Linked DNA regions of Mus musculus: region 2 is linked to region 1. Evidence: chromatin contacts called from public promoter capture Hi-C data. All regions are on one chromosome and are shown on one strand. The core of a region is the stretch at or near the end of the contact, and the rest is flanking DNA. Distances in the headings are between cores, read along the strand shown.

Region 1 (7,185 bases), core at 2,239-4,738:
TAAACAAGTGTCCTTAACTTTTTGCCACCAGGAATTGTTAGTATGGATTTGAGATCCCAAGAGGATGAGTCTATTAAAAATATTTTTATTTGTATATGTCTGGCCTCCATGGGCTCAGGTCAGACATACAGGCAAAACAATAACAACAACAACAACAACAACACAGACACACACACACATGGCCACAAGCTGTGAACCACATGTCCAGAACATGAGCCAAGAGAAAGCATCCATATTCAAATCCCAACGGTCTCCAAGGCAGTGCCGGATGAACAATCCTAAAGCGAAGACTCACCCACACCTCCTCCTAGCTCAAGAACCTCCAACTTCAGTGCTCACCGTAGCACGCTTCCGAGTGCTTCCTAGACACTGGGTCACCGGGACTGGTGTATTGATTTAGAGCCAGAGGTCCTGGGGTTTCACTTACCAGTGTGTGAACTCGAGGAAGTTCCTTATCTTCCTGTGCCCGTTTCCTTCTGATGATAAATGGCAAACATCCTTCCTCAGAGAGTAGGATAATCCGTGTGTGCGTGAGTGTATCATGCAGGGTAAAGGGCTCCCGTACAAATGGTAGCAGTCCTACATTCCTCCCTCTATCACTGGAAACCTTAAGTGGGGCTCCTCTTGAAGCTTAACCACCCTGCAACCAAGTTTTAGTTTTTATTATCATTTAAAATTGCTACTTAGTGGTTTTGAGAGATGTCTTAGCTGTTGGCGGGTGTGTGTGTGTGTGTGTGTGTGTGTGTGTCTTGGTTTGGGTTTTCAGCACTGACAGGGCAGCTCATAACCCTGTTCCAGTTCCAGCCGGAGCCAACCCCATCTGACCTCATGTGGTACATGTGGATGCATGCAGACAGAACACTCATACACATAAAATAAATCTTGAGGATGTTCTTAATTCTTTTTTTTTTTTAGATTTTATTTATTTATTATATGTAAGTACACTGTAGCTATCTTCAGATCTCATTATGGGTGGTTGTAAGCCACCATGTGGTTTCTGAGATTTGAACTCAGGACCTCTGGAAGAGCAGTCAGTGCTCTTACCTGCTGAGCCATCTCACCGGCCCCATGTTCTTTTTTTTTTTTTTTTTTTAAGATTTATTTACTTATTATATGTAAGTCAGATCTCGTTACAGATGGTTGTGAGCCACCATGTGGTTGCTGGGATTTGAACTCCAGACCTTCGGAAGAGCAGTCGGGTGCTCTTACCCACTGAGCCATCTCACCAGCCCCGGCCCCATGTTCTTAATTCTTACTTTTTGACTTATTATTAGCCTGTATGTGTGTGTGTGTATGTATGTGTGTGTGTGTGGTGTGTGTTTGTGTATGTGTGTGTGTGTGTGTGTATGTATGTGTGTGTGTGTGTGTGTGTGTGTGTGAGAGAGAGAGAGAGAGAGAGAGAGAGAGAGAGAGAGAGAGAGAGAGAGAGAGAGAATACATGTCATAATGCCATGTGTGGGAAGTCAGAGGGCAGCAACTTTTGGAATTTGGTTTTCTCCTTTCACTGTGGGCTGCAGGGATTGAATTTAGGTTATTAAACTTCCACCAGAGGAACTTGTGTTTCTTTCTTTCTTTTTAAAATTAGGATGGTTTTATAAAAGAAAAGAAGAGAGAAGAAAGAAAAGGGCTAGGGAGACGCTCAGCTGCCAAGAGCTCTTGTTGGAGGCCCGAGGACTGAGCTCAGTTCCAAGGCCAGCTGCTTACAAGCATCTGTAGCTCCAGCTCCCTCTTCTGGACTCTGCGGGGACTGCATGCACATGAGTACATACCCACATGCAAACACATATGCACGCGATTTAGAAAATAATAAAGATAAATCTTTTTTTTTTTAAAGCCTCAATTTCTCTGGGCAATATGGATACAATAAAAACTACTGGTGGGTGTGGTGGCACCTACCTTTAACTCCAGTGCTCGGGAGGCAGAGGCAGTTGGAGCTGAGTTCAAGGCCAACCTGATCTACTGAATGAGTTCCTGGAGAGCCAGAGAAACCCTGTATCAAACAACAACAAAGGAAAAAAAAAAAAAACCAACAGTCAGTCAGACTATGGATCATTCAGTTAAAGCAGAGACTCTCCAGAATTTTCTACGGAATTTAATACTGTCTCCCTCTCTTTTTAGAAGTCTTTACAGTGAAGAGGACACTAAGACACAGAAGCAAAGGGAGAGCGGGAGGGAAGGCTGCAGGGAGACACACAGGCAGGGCCCAGAAAGCCACCATTCCTCATGAGAGTGTTTATCTGCCAAGCCATCTGGCCAGCCTTTCAGTGTCTATTTTTAGGAAATGCTTGTGTCAGCTGGGTGCAAATGCATGCACCCCTAATCCTAGTACTTGGGGAGCTGAGGCAGAAGAATCACAAGTTCAAGACAAGGCTAGGCTACAAAATGAGACCCTGTCACAAAACAAAGAGGTGATCCAACCACTTGTGATAGGGTTAAAAACTGGAATGTCGATTTTATTTAATCTTTTTTTTTTTTGCTCCTTTTTTTTTATTTTTAAGAGTTATTTTATGCATATGTTTTGCCTGCGTATCCGTATGTGCACCACATGTGTGCCTGGTGCCTGAGGTCAGAGGGCATCAGATCCTTTGGTCTTGGAGTTACAGATGGTTATGTCAACTGGCATGTGGATGCTGGGAACTGATTCTCTGCAAGAACCAGTGCTCTTAACGACCGAGCCATCTCCGCAGCTCCCCAAACACCAAACTTTTTGTTTCTTTTCCAGAGTAGAGCCTTCCTCGTCTAAGACACTGTAGAAAGAGTATGAGGTGAGGCATATTGGAGGTGGCATTAGCAGAGTGTGTTTTCTCTTGGATTTAAACTGGCTCCCCGCGGAGGAGTGCCACTTTCTGGGGAGGTGTAGAATGTTTATGGCTGATGGGAACACTGGATAAGACTTGATGGACTAACGAGCCTACCAACTCCTTGTCTCGTGGCTACATTCACCCTTGCCACTTCTGCTTGTCGCTTTGTCGCCTCTTGACCTAACCTCAACACATTCTCCCAAGTTACTGTCCCTAGGTTTCAGGCTCGCTTGCTCAAGTCTATTTTGGGATATGTGCTTCCTGCTCCAGGGCTCGGTCTCACCCACGTTCCAGGGCCCCTGGAGTTACATCACCTCTCTTGGAATATTCTGAGAACATCGCCTTTAAATGGCTAGCTTTCTCTCGTCGTCGTTTGGTTAAAGACAAACCTGTTCCAAGCTTGGGCATTCTGCTTTCTCCACAGCGTTTTCATAGCCACCCTTGCTGTCTAGTCAGGGCACTTTATAGCTGTGCCTCGCAATACCTCTGACGACAAGACCTTTTCCCTACCAGTACCACCTGCTGCCCCGACTCCCAGAGGCCTCTCTTTCCACCTGGCCTCTGCACTGCCCTCTGGATGACACAGTTTGGGGTTTGCTGCTGGCCAAGAACTGGGAGGGGCTGCCCCCGTTGTCTGTCTGGGGTGTTGGGTGATCTGGAAATAGCCTTGGGGGAGGGGCCTGGCTGAGGCTGGTATTGAAGTGCGGACCATGCTTGTGACACCTGGTACTCACCAGTCAGAGAGCATAGGCGTCCTTGTGGAGTTACTCCTCCCTGCTAGGCAAACCTAACTCACCCTCCCTCCCTCCCTCCCTCCCTCTCTGCCTCCCTCCCTGCCTCCCTCCCTCCCTGCCTCACTCTTTCTTTCTTTCTTTCCTTCCTTCCTTCCTTCCTTCCTTCCTTCCTTCCTTCCTTCCTTCCTTTCTTTCTTTCTTTCTCTCTTTCTTTCTTTCTCTCTTTCTTTCTCTCTTTCTCTCTTTCTTTCTCTTTCTTTCTCTCTTTCTCTCTCTCTCTCTCTCTCTCTCTCTCTCTCTCTCTCTCTCTCTCTCTCTTTCTTTCTTTCTTTCTTTCTTTCTTGACAGGGTTTCTCTATGCAGCCCTGGCTGTCCTGGAACTCACTCTGTAGACCAGGCTGGCCTCGAACTCAGAGATCCATCTGCCTCTGCTTCCTGAGTGCTGGGATTAAAGGTGTGCGCCACCACACCCAGCATAAGCCCCCCCCGGGGGGGGGGTGTCCATACCTGCCTTAACTGGTTCCCACAAAGGAGGGCTCAGGGATTGCTTGCGCCCTGAAGATGGGCCAGTAGACCACTTATGCAGAGGTCTCCAAAAGATGAAAAAAGTTTGGTCATCAGGACTAAGGTCAGCAAATGGGGCCGGGCAGTGGTGGCGCACGCCTTTAATCACAGCACTTGGGAGGCAGAGGCAGGCAGATGGTCTCAACAAAAAAAAAAAAAAATCAGCAAATGGGAAGGACTATGCTTAGCACCCAGGGGTGCAGAAATAGGAGGTGGAGCTGAGGGGGGGACCAGGTGCACACTGGCTTTCACAGAAGTCACCTTCCTCCTTGAGAGGGAATAGGCAGCTGGTTAGTCATGACCATGCTGCCTGTCCCTGAGTCAGCTCCCTGTAGGTCTTGGCAAAAGATAGGGACAGGCTGGCCGCTTGAACCGTGGCCGAATAGGCTTGCGGACTCCTCATTCCTAAGACAGTCTGAGACTTGGGTCTGACTGCCTGTTTCCTGCCCGTTAGTTCTTCGAGGCTTTTATATTATCGTAGGGGGCTGGCTTGTATACTGGTCCCTCTGTTGACTATGAGGCAGGCAAGGGCTCTTCCATGGACTCAGCCTCCCAGCCTAGGGAGAAGTGAAGTATTTGCTTAAAACATCCTGAGCTACCTTGTGCCGTGAGGTGGATACTTGGCAGTTGATGATATTCTCAAGACAAGAATCAAACATGCTTTCTCTGCATGAGCGGACAACGAGATGGGCTCATCTTATGGCCACAAACCCCCCCCCCCCCCCCCCCCCCGCCAGGAATGAGCAGATTCGACACTGTCCTGGGAGATATAAAAGGAAGCGTATTGCCATGGTTAGTGACAGTCACCGTTGCTGGGAGTGTAGCTTAGTGGCACAGTGTTCACTTAGCTTAATCCACACAGGTTCTAAGTTTGCCCCCCAGCATCACACAAATGCGGTGTGTATGTGCCAATAATGGACCCATATAACCTAGTCCTAGTACAAGGCAGGGGCAGGGGCAGAGAAACAGGGGTTGAGGTCGGGGAGGGGCTGGAGGTGGAAGGGGGAGGAGCATGGCAAGTCTGAGGTCAGCCTGGGCTACGTAGTATAATATAATCTCAAAAAAAGGGAAGAGGGGCTAGCAGCTAAAGACACTTGCTCTGGCAGAGGACCTGGATTTAGTTCCCAGCCCCCATACAGTGGCTTGTAACCATCAGGAACTCAATTCCACAGGGTCCAATCCCTTCTTCTTTTCACCTCTGTGGGCAACCAGGCATACACATAGTACGCATACACACGCGTGGAAATAAAATGAATACATCTAAAAACATGGCTTGTTTGGCTATTCCTTAAAAACAAACACAGGAGCCGGGCATGGTGGCACACGCCTTTAATCCCAGCACTCGGGAGGCAGAGGCAGACAGATTTCTGAGTTCGAGGCCAACTTGGTCTACAGAGTGAGTTCCAGGACAGCCAGGGCTACACAGAGAAACCCTGTCTCGAAAAAACAAAAAAACAAAACAAACAAACAACAAAAAAAACAAACACAGATGCCAGGTGTACCAGAGCTTGTTTCAACTCTGCCACTTAAGGCCACTTAACTGGGTGTCCTTGTGATCTACTTTGCTGTTTCTGCGTTTTTAAAATGAGATTGGTAATGATATCGACCCTTTCATAGGTTTGTAATTACCATTAAACAAACCAATGTACATGATGCATTGTAGTTCTTTCCTGTGGGGTATGTAAGAGTTTAGTGGGGCCCTTTGCAGTCCTTCATTATCTTTGGGTCCCAAGGGGCAGGGACAAGGGCAGGAGGAGGTAGGATTTTTGTTGTTTTTTGAGACAGGGTTTCTCTGTGTATCCTTGGAGGTCCTGGAACTCCATCTGTAGAGCAGGCTGACCTCAAACTTGGAGATTTACCTGCCAGCAGAGTGCTAGGATGAAAGTTGTGTACCACTACTGCCCAGCTTGGATCTCAAAGATTTTGTTTTGTTTTGTTGAGACAGCATTTCTCTGTGTAGCCCTGTCCTGGAACTCACTCTGTAGACCAGACTGGCTTCCAAGTCAGAGATCCACCTGTCTCTCCCTCCCAAGTGCTGGAACTGAAGGCACGCACCACCACTGCCCAGCAGGACTCTAAGAGTTTAAGAGCTACAGATTCAGTCTGTGATCTTTCTCCCATTGGGCTTTTAAATAACTGGAATGTTAAAGAATGGATCCTGGAGTGACAGCTCAGAGGTTAAGCACACTTTGGTTCTGTTCCTAGCACCAACATGGCAGCTCACACCCCACAACTGTCTGTAAGTCTAGTTCCAGGGGACCTGGCGCCCTCTTCTGGCTTCTGCTAGCACTACATGTACATGGTACACACACACACACACACACACACACACACACACACACACACACACACACACACACAAGCAGCTAAAACATCCATATATCACTAATAAATTTAAAAAACAAAACAAAATAGGGTGGTGAAATGGCTTGGCAGGGAAAGTGGCTTGCCCTTGAGTCTGACAACCTAAGTTCCGTTCCCTGGACCCACATGGTGGGAGAGAAACTCCTCCCAAGTTATTTTCTGACTTCTACACTCACCCCAAGGCTCATAGTTACATCCAAAAGGATTAAAAAGTAATAAAAACTTTACACGAATGAAGACCCATTGAGAACAGAAACAGAATGAGTTTTGACTGTGCTTTGGGCCTGGTCTCCTGACGATCCTAGACTCCAGTCAAGACTCTCTGGGACCAGCCCTTCAGCACTGCTCTGCTGGCCAGAGCTGCAAGGCACATAGGTTGACTTCCCTGCTTAGGAGGCTGGAGGTAGGTAGTGTGGTGGCCCCAGGCATGCAATAGGCATGCAAACAGGACACTCCAGTGTGGAAATGTGCAAGTGGAGGAGTGTTCATCTGATACAGTGTGGAGGAACTGAGACCAGAGGAGGTTGAACGGAGAAAAAGATCTTATCTGTGCTTCCTTTTACTCTGGAAAAGAATTCCAGCAGGGTCAAGAGCCATCTGTGTCCTCCACAATTAGGCCAAAGGCAAAGCTAGAGGCGGCTTTCGGCCCCGAGTTGAAGACGTTGGAAGTGCAGAAGGAAACCGTCAGCTATGCAGAAGCGGGTACCTCCACACCCATTCCC
Region 2 (7,185 bases), core at 2,725-5,224, 230 kb before region 1:
CTGAGTGACATTTTAAGCACCTTCTCTTTGGAAGGTTTGGAACAGAAAGAGGTCGCAAGAATCCAGGGGAGCTCTCCAACCAGGAACCCAGAGGCAAGAAGCCTCTTGCTCCCCTCACCTTGAACCCCAAGTGACCTGACTTCATCTGCTCTATTGGAAGTTGGCTGTGACCTTTTCGTTATCAAATCTCACTGGCCTCCAAGCATCTGGCTTCTCCCTTAATCGCCTAGCCACATGGGACAAGTTTGACGTCCTGTTTGCTGTGTTCAAGGATGCGCCACTGAACTCCACTGTCGGCTTCTGTAGTCTGTGTGTGTTAGCCTCTAGGAAGACACTGCCCAGATGTCCCACCACACTCCCCACACCACAAGTTCCTTCCAGATCTGATTTTCCTCCAGCCTTCCCTGCCTTGAAAGGGAGACCTTTCTTCTTTGCCCTCCTGTCAGTACCAAGCCTGGCATTCTTGCGAATCTTTTCATCTGCGACATCTTTTCATGCTCTCCCGCCCTTACATTTCCTACACGTTCTTCCTTTTATTTATCGTGTCTTGGGGTGTGTGGCGTACGCATGTGTGTACGAGTGTGCACCGGCCCCTGCACGTGCATGTGGAAGCCAGAGGTCAAAGGTCAATGTCAGCTGTCTTCTACTTCTCTCCACCTTATTTTTTACATTAAATTATTATTTTTTATTTATATTATTTTACTTTATGTGCTTGAGTGTTTTGCCTGCTTGTATGTACGTGTACTATGTGTGTGCCTGGTGCCCACAGAGATCAGAAGAGAGCATTGGATCCCCTGGAACTGGAATTATAGATGGTTGAGAGCTGCCATCTATAGGTGTTGGGAACAGAACCTGGGTCCTCTGTAAGAGCAGCAAGGGCTCTCAACTTCTGCGCTATCTTTCCAGTCCCTCCACCTTGTTTTTTTGGGACAGGTTTTTACTGAAGGCAGTACTTGCCAGTTGGGCTAGACTAGCTTATAAGTGATTCCCAGGATCCACCTGTAGTCACTCTGGACCTCAGTGCTGGGATCGCAAGTGAAATCTCAGCTTGGATGGGTGATGGAGACCAGATCTCAGGTTCTCACGCTTGCACGACCCTTCTACCTAGATCCCCTAGGTCTTCACCACACTTTGAATGTCCACTCCCCTCTCATGCCCCTCCCCAAGCCATCCAACTGTTAACAAGACAGGCCTTTTATAAAATAGCTCTTTCCACTCACCATGCAAAAACCATTCAGTGGCTCCCATGGCTGACAGAATGAAGCTCAAGGTCAAGTTCACACAGTGTTGGATCCCAGGTTATCTTTCCAGTCTTGTTCCCTAATGGCCCCTCTTCGAGGTCCCCACACCTCATAGACATTGTGCCCTAGTTTTGCTCCTCTTTCCACTGGGACTGTCACTTCCTTCTGCTGCACATGTCCATATTCTAACCATATTCAAGGTCAAGCTATGTAAGCCCTCTCAACACTGTGACCCTCTCCTCTGACTAAAGGAGCTGACCCAACCCCCCGTAGCACTTAACTGGTCCTAATCTCGGGGCACCAATCACATTGAAGCATGCACTGAAGTTGTTCTGTTCATGATTTGAGTCTTCTCCTTCTACGTCGAGCCTTGAGGGCCAAGCCAGCATTTCCTTCAGTCTCTACAATTAAGCTCTGCTCACCTATGAGCTGCTCAGTGCGAGTGTTGGTTGGATGATGGAGAACATGCTCTTAGCCCTGGCCCTGGCCCCTTTGCCTTTGACGGTGCCTCGCTTCTTATCAGGACATGAAGTTACATCTTCATCCTTTGAACATGAGTCTGGTCTTGTGACTTGCCTTGGGTAATGGGATGTTGGCAAAGGAGAGGCAGGAGGCTGGAGGAAATGGCTTAGTTGTAGAGTAGTTATTGGGCAAGTGTGGGGTCATGAGTTGGGTTGGATCCCCAACACTTGCATAAAACGTCAGCCATAAAGTGTGCTTCTGTAACTCCAGAGCAGGGGCAGAGCCAGGGACAAGTAGCCACTTAGCAAGGACCAATTTCAGTGAGAGACCCTATCTCAAAAATAAAGTGGAAGGCCAACTAGATGGTTCACTGGGTAAAAAATGCTTGTTGCCAAGCCCAGGGACCCGAGTTTAACCTCTGGAACCCACAAGTTGGAAAGAGATAAACAACTGCCACAAATTACCCTCTGACTTCCACATTCACACAATGACAATGTATCCACCCCGATGCAAAACAAATAACTGTAAAAAAAAAAAAAAAAGACAGCAATTGAGGAAGACACTGGTCATCTGGCCTCCACAAACAAGTATATGTACTTATGTATAACACACACACACACACACACACACACATTACTGAGTTGATATAGGAAAAGCCCTAGAAAGTGTTTTCTCTCTAGAGCTTGCTCACTTTGGGCTGTGGTTGGCATCCTAGACCACAGTGGCAAGCCTCCAAAAGTCATGTTGCTATAACTGCAGCCATAGACACATAAATAAAGCTACTTTTCACAACCTAGACCCTGTCCACTAACCAGATAGCTGCAGCCTTGTCAGGACAATCCAGGAGAAAGAACCGCTTGGCTAAGCTTAGCCCAGGCTGCCCACCCTTTGTGGGTAAAGTAAATTGTTTTGTTGTTTTATGCCACTAAGTTTTTAAAATGACTGCTTACATACTTACTGAAATAGTTTATTGCTAGGTGGTAGTGCCCCCTCATCTTTAAGTCTGGCACTCGGAAGAAAGAGATAGGTGGACCTCTAAGTTCAGAGGCCAGCCTAATCGAGAATGAGTTCCTATACAGCCTGGTCTACACAGAGAAACCCTGCTTGAAAAACCAAAAAGAAAAAAAATAGCCTATAAATTCCGGGTAATAAAATATTAAATAATAGCTATATGCACTAAACATTTACGATGTTTAGGACTATTTTAAGAAAATGAATGGATTAATTTAATCCCCTTTTTAAAAAACCATGCATATATATATGCATATATATTAATTTAATTCCCTTTTTAAAAAACCATATATATGCATGGTTTTTTAAAAAGGGAATTAAATTAAATTAAATATATTTAATATAATTATATATTTAATATAATTTTAATATATATTAAATTATATTTAAAAGGGGAATTATATGTATACATATACATATACACATACACATACACATACATATACATATATATATATGAGTATGTTGTAGCTATCTTCAGACACACCAGAAGAGGGCATCGGATCCCATTACAGATGGTTGTGAGCCACCATGTGGTTGCTGAGATATGAACTCAGGACCTCTAGAAGAGCAGCCAGTACTGAGCCACCTCTCCAGCCCCTTGATTCTCATAAAAATCATGAAGTAGGGGGCTGGTGAGATGGCTCAGTGGGTAAGAGCACCGACTGCTCTTCCGAAGGTCCAGAGTTCAAATCCCAGCAACCACATGGTGGCTCACAACCACCCGCAACAAGATCTGACTCCCTCTTCTGGAGTGTCTGAAGACAGCTACAGTGTACTTACATATATTAATAATAAAATAAATCTTTAAAAAAAAATCATGAAGTAGGTTTTATTACTCTCCCTACTGCACAGATGATAAAATTGAGGTAGTAGGGATGTTAGATAACTTGTCCTAGGTCACACTGACTGGATTCAATCCCAGCAGTGTGGGTCCAGAGGCAGCATAATCACTAACCTAAAACCTGCACCCCATCGCTTCTGCTTGTCCAGAGCAAGAAAACAGCAACACATTGAACCGCTGCCCCCAAAGGGTTCCCTCCCTCCCCTCGCAGCTTCCATGAGTTGGAAGAGAAAATTGTGGCCCAATTCCTCTGTCCCTGCCCCTACTCTGTAGCCTGTTGGGTCTACCTCCAAGTTCAGGGTTCCTTCTTAGGTGGGGGAATTACTTTTCAGACTTGCTCGTATCCACCTCCCAGAATCCTTTGTCTTCAGTTCCTTCCTACAACCTTTGCTGGACAGGAGTTTAGGTAAGAGCAGTGTCCCCTGGAAAGGAAGTGTTTGGGCCTGCCATGTCAGTATTGCCCTTTGGCCTTATGTCCTGTCCTAAGCTGACAGTGCAAAAAAAAAAAAAAAAAAAAAAAAGTGGGCTATTCACCTGGGAACTTTGGACTTCCACCCTTTTTGAGGGAGTCAAATCGGAAAATGGATGTGAAATGGCTTTTCAAATTTTAAGACAAAGAAGTGATGTGACTCTGATAATGACCATGATGACTGCCTGTTCCAATTTCAATAGAGATGCATTTAGGCTTCCGTATGGGTGCAATGTCAGGCTGAGCACTGGCCCCAAGGACAGTTGGACTTGCTTCAAAACCTCCAACTCAAGCTGGGCGTGGTGGCACACGCCTTTAATCCCAGCACTCGGGAGGCAGAGGCAGGTAGATTGGTAGATTTCTGAGTTCGAGGCCAGCCTGGTCTACAAAGTGAGTTCTAGGACAGCCAGGGCTGTATAGAGAAACCCGTCTTGAAAAACCAAAAAAAAAAACAAAAAAAAAAAACAAAAAAAAACCCCAACAAACAAAACCTCCAACTCATATGTGTGTGTGCATGCAAGTCTCTGTGTGTGTGTGTGTTTATGTGTTTGTGTGTAGATCAGAGGTTATCATTATGCACCATCTGGCATTGATTATTTATTTATTTAGGTTTTTCAAGACAGGGTTTCTCTGTGTAACCTTGGCTGGCCTGGAACTCACTCTGAACTGCACAGGGAAACTGTATCTTGAAGAACAAAACCCGAACCAAATAAATAAGAGTACTTGCAGCTTGCAGAGGAATTCAGGAGTTTGATTCCCAGAAGCTACACAGCAGCTGACAACTGTTTGTGAAGGACTTCTAAGTTGGCACAGGACCCTTCAAGAGCAAGTTCTCAGCACAAAGGAGATTTATCTTGAGAGACAAAGGGCAGGGAGTGAGACAAAGACAGGAGACAGAGGATGAGGGAAAGGGAAGGGGACCAATGGAGATTGCCTCCGGATAGAGAGGAGACAGAACTGTCCTATAGGCAAATGGAGTGGAGATTTATAAAGGTAAAGGGGAGAAACCCCCATGTTAGGATGAAGTGGTTTTTTTTTTTTTCTTTTTTTTTCTTTTTTTCTTTTTTGAGACAGGGTTTCTCTGTATAGCCTTGGCTGTCCTGGAACTCACTCTGTAGACCAGGCTGGTCTCAAACTCAGAAATCCACCTGCCTCTGCCTCCTGAGTGCTGGAATTAAAGGTGTGTGCCATCACGGCTCGGCTGAAGTGCTTATTTTCGATTGGGCATCTTAATTAGATGAGCCAAAGGGACTTTTGATTGTTGAATTTCAATACTTGACGAGCTGGACCTTGGACCTGAGGAAGAAGTGGCCAAATAAGGGGATAGACCCATGGTGGCTAGCCCTAGGAATGTAATCTAATGGTTTTTAGCAAGGCAGAGAGAATGGTGGAAGGACCAGGCCTGTGAGAGATGTTTGTCATGCTTGGGCCTGCTAGAGCCCCTTCAGTTTGTAACTCCTATTCTAGGAGATCAGATGCCCCCTTCTGGCCTCTGTAGCTGATATATGCACATGGTGCGCTAATATCAGGTCCTTATGCCTGCAGAACAAGCATTTCCCCACTCTGAGGAACTCTAAGCAGGGGACACAGGTAGGCAAGTCAGGGTATTGAACCTCCCTCAGAGTATACAGACTGACACAGGCAGGAATCAGGGAGAGCTGGCAGCTGTGTACTCGGGAGAAAGTAGCAGTAGCCATCAGTGTCTGAGCTGAGTTTTAGTGGATGAGGAAGGTGTCATCACATGGAGTGGGGGAGCAGAGGTGATTGGACAGAAGGGTCTGCTTAGTTAGCGTCAGGAAGCATCAGGTAGGCTGGAGAATAAAGGGCTGACCCCCTATGTGTGGGAAGCTCTGAAGATTTAAAGGAGCAGTTGGCCAAGGAAAGATTGTAGGAGAGAAGGAAGGTAGGAATTCACTTACATTGTGCCTGCTTCTGGGGCTGGGGATATAGCGCTATTGGCAGAACGCTTGGCTAATGTGCATGAAGCCGTGGATTCAATCCCCTGGATTGCACAGACCTGATGTTGTGGTGTGTGCTTGCACCCAGCTCTGCAGAGGTAGTGGCAGTAGGATCAGAAGTTCAAGGTCACTCAAAGCTACCTAGTGAATGGGAGGCCTCCTGGACTACAGGAGACCTTATTGTAAAAATTAAAACCTGGAAGATTAATCTGAAAGCTAGGTATGAGAACCATGTCTGGGCTCACGTGTCAGTACCGGTCCCCTGATGTCTGCTAGCGTATTTCAACCATTTCTGGATGGAACTGTTTCAGTTAAAAAAAAAAAAAAAAAAAGCCCTGAGTCGCAATCTGGATTCATCTGTGCATCTAGGATCGTCTTTTAGAGAGAATCGGGATTCGACGCAGTGCTACCTGGAGACCAGGTTATTTATTCACCTGATCACAAGAAACAGTTGGTTTATTTCCAAGAGAGAAGCAAGGCCTGGGATCAGCGTCTAATGGGGTGTTTCCTGCTCAGCCTGGTTCAACCCCTTGAGCCAGCATAAAAGTAGGAGAGAACTCTTCGGGCTTGGGCTTCAGTTCCGGCAACATGGCTAATCAGGACCCGCTATGGTGCCTCCCTCCGGAAAAATGGTAAAGAAAACTGAAATCAGCCAGCACGCCAAGTACTCTTGCTCTTTCTGTGGCAAGACCAAGATGAAGAGCCGAGCCGTCGGCATCTGGCACTGGGGTTCATGCGTGAAAACTGCGGCCAGCGGGGCCTGGACCTACACCCCCACCTCTGCAGGCACAGTGAAGTCTGCCATCAGAAGACTGAAGGAACTGAAAGACCAGTAGAAGCCCTGCCGTCTGAGACTTGCCTAGCCTGCAATAAACGGGTTATTTACGTTAAAAAAAAAAAAAAAAAGTAGGAGAGAATCAACTCCATGGAGTTTTCCTCTGACTTCACGTACACTATGGTATATATACATGCGCGCGGGCGCGCACACACACACACACACACACACACCACTAGCTCACTCACACTGGGCTTGGGTTGTGCACCAAGGAGTATTGAGTTTGGTCTGATGCTGTTCTATATTCAAATTTTAGCTAAATACCAGCGCCCAGGGTCTGCTTGCCCCCAACAACCAGATCCTCAGATGCACCAAGTGATGCTTTGAGAGCTTCGCTGCCCAATTTAAAGCTGTTGGTTAAATAA

What was found. Promoter capture Hi-C pulls out the DNA fragments that hold promoters and counts their contacts.
Region 2: a promoter capture Hi-C map of liver shows a contact between it and region 1, with 1.6 times the contacts expected there. The contact joins two enhancer-like sites. A contact is called at or near these places in 3 of 39 promoter capture datasets (the HPC-7 cell line, cranial neural crest and liver) and 2 of 115 datasets of contacts at active chromatin or transcription factors (effector CD8 T cells and memory CD8 T cells).

Annotation. Positions count from the first base shown.
Region 1 is chr11:101,126,449-101,133,633 of GRCm38.p6, reverse strand. No RefSeq gene overlaps it. Among named protein-coding and RNA genes, the nearest start is that of Tubg1, 9.9 kb to the right of the region's middle. Within about 2 kb of position 3,488, at least 20 of the 459 cell types and tissues checked have an H3K27ac peak or open chromatin away from gene starts, as enhancers often do. A contact at or near this core is called in liver, where this site is marked.
Region 2 is chr11:101,352,945-101,360,129 of GRCm38.p6, reverse strand. No RefSeq gene overlaps it. Among named protein-coding and RNA genes, the nearest start is that of G6pc, 11 kb to the left of the region's middle. Within about 2 kb of position 3,974, at least 24 of the 459 cell types and tissues checked have an H3K27ac peak or open chromatin away from gene starts, as enhancers often do. A contact at or near this core is called in liver, where this site is marked.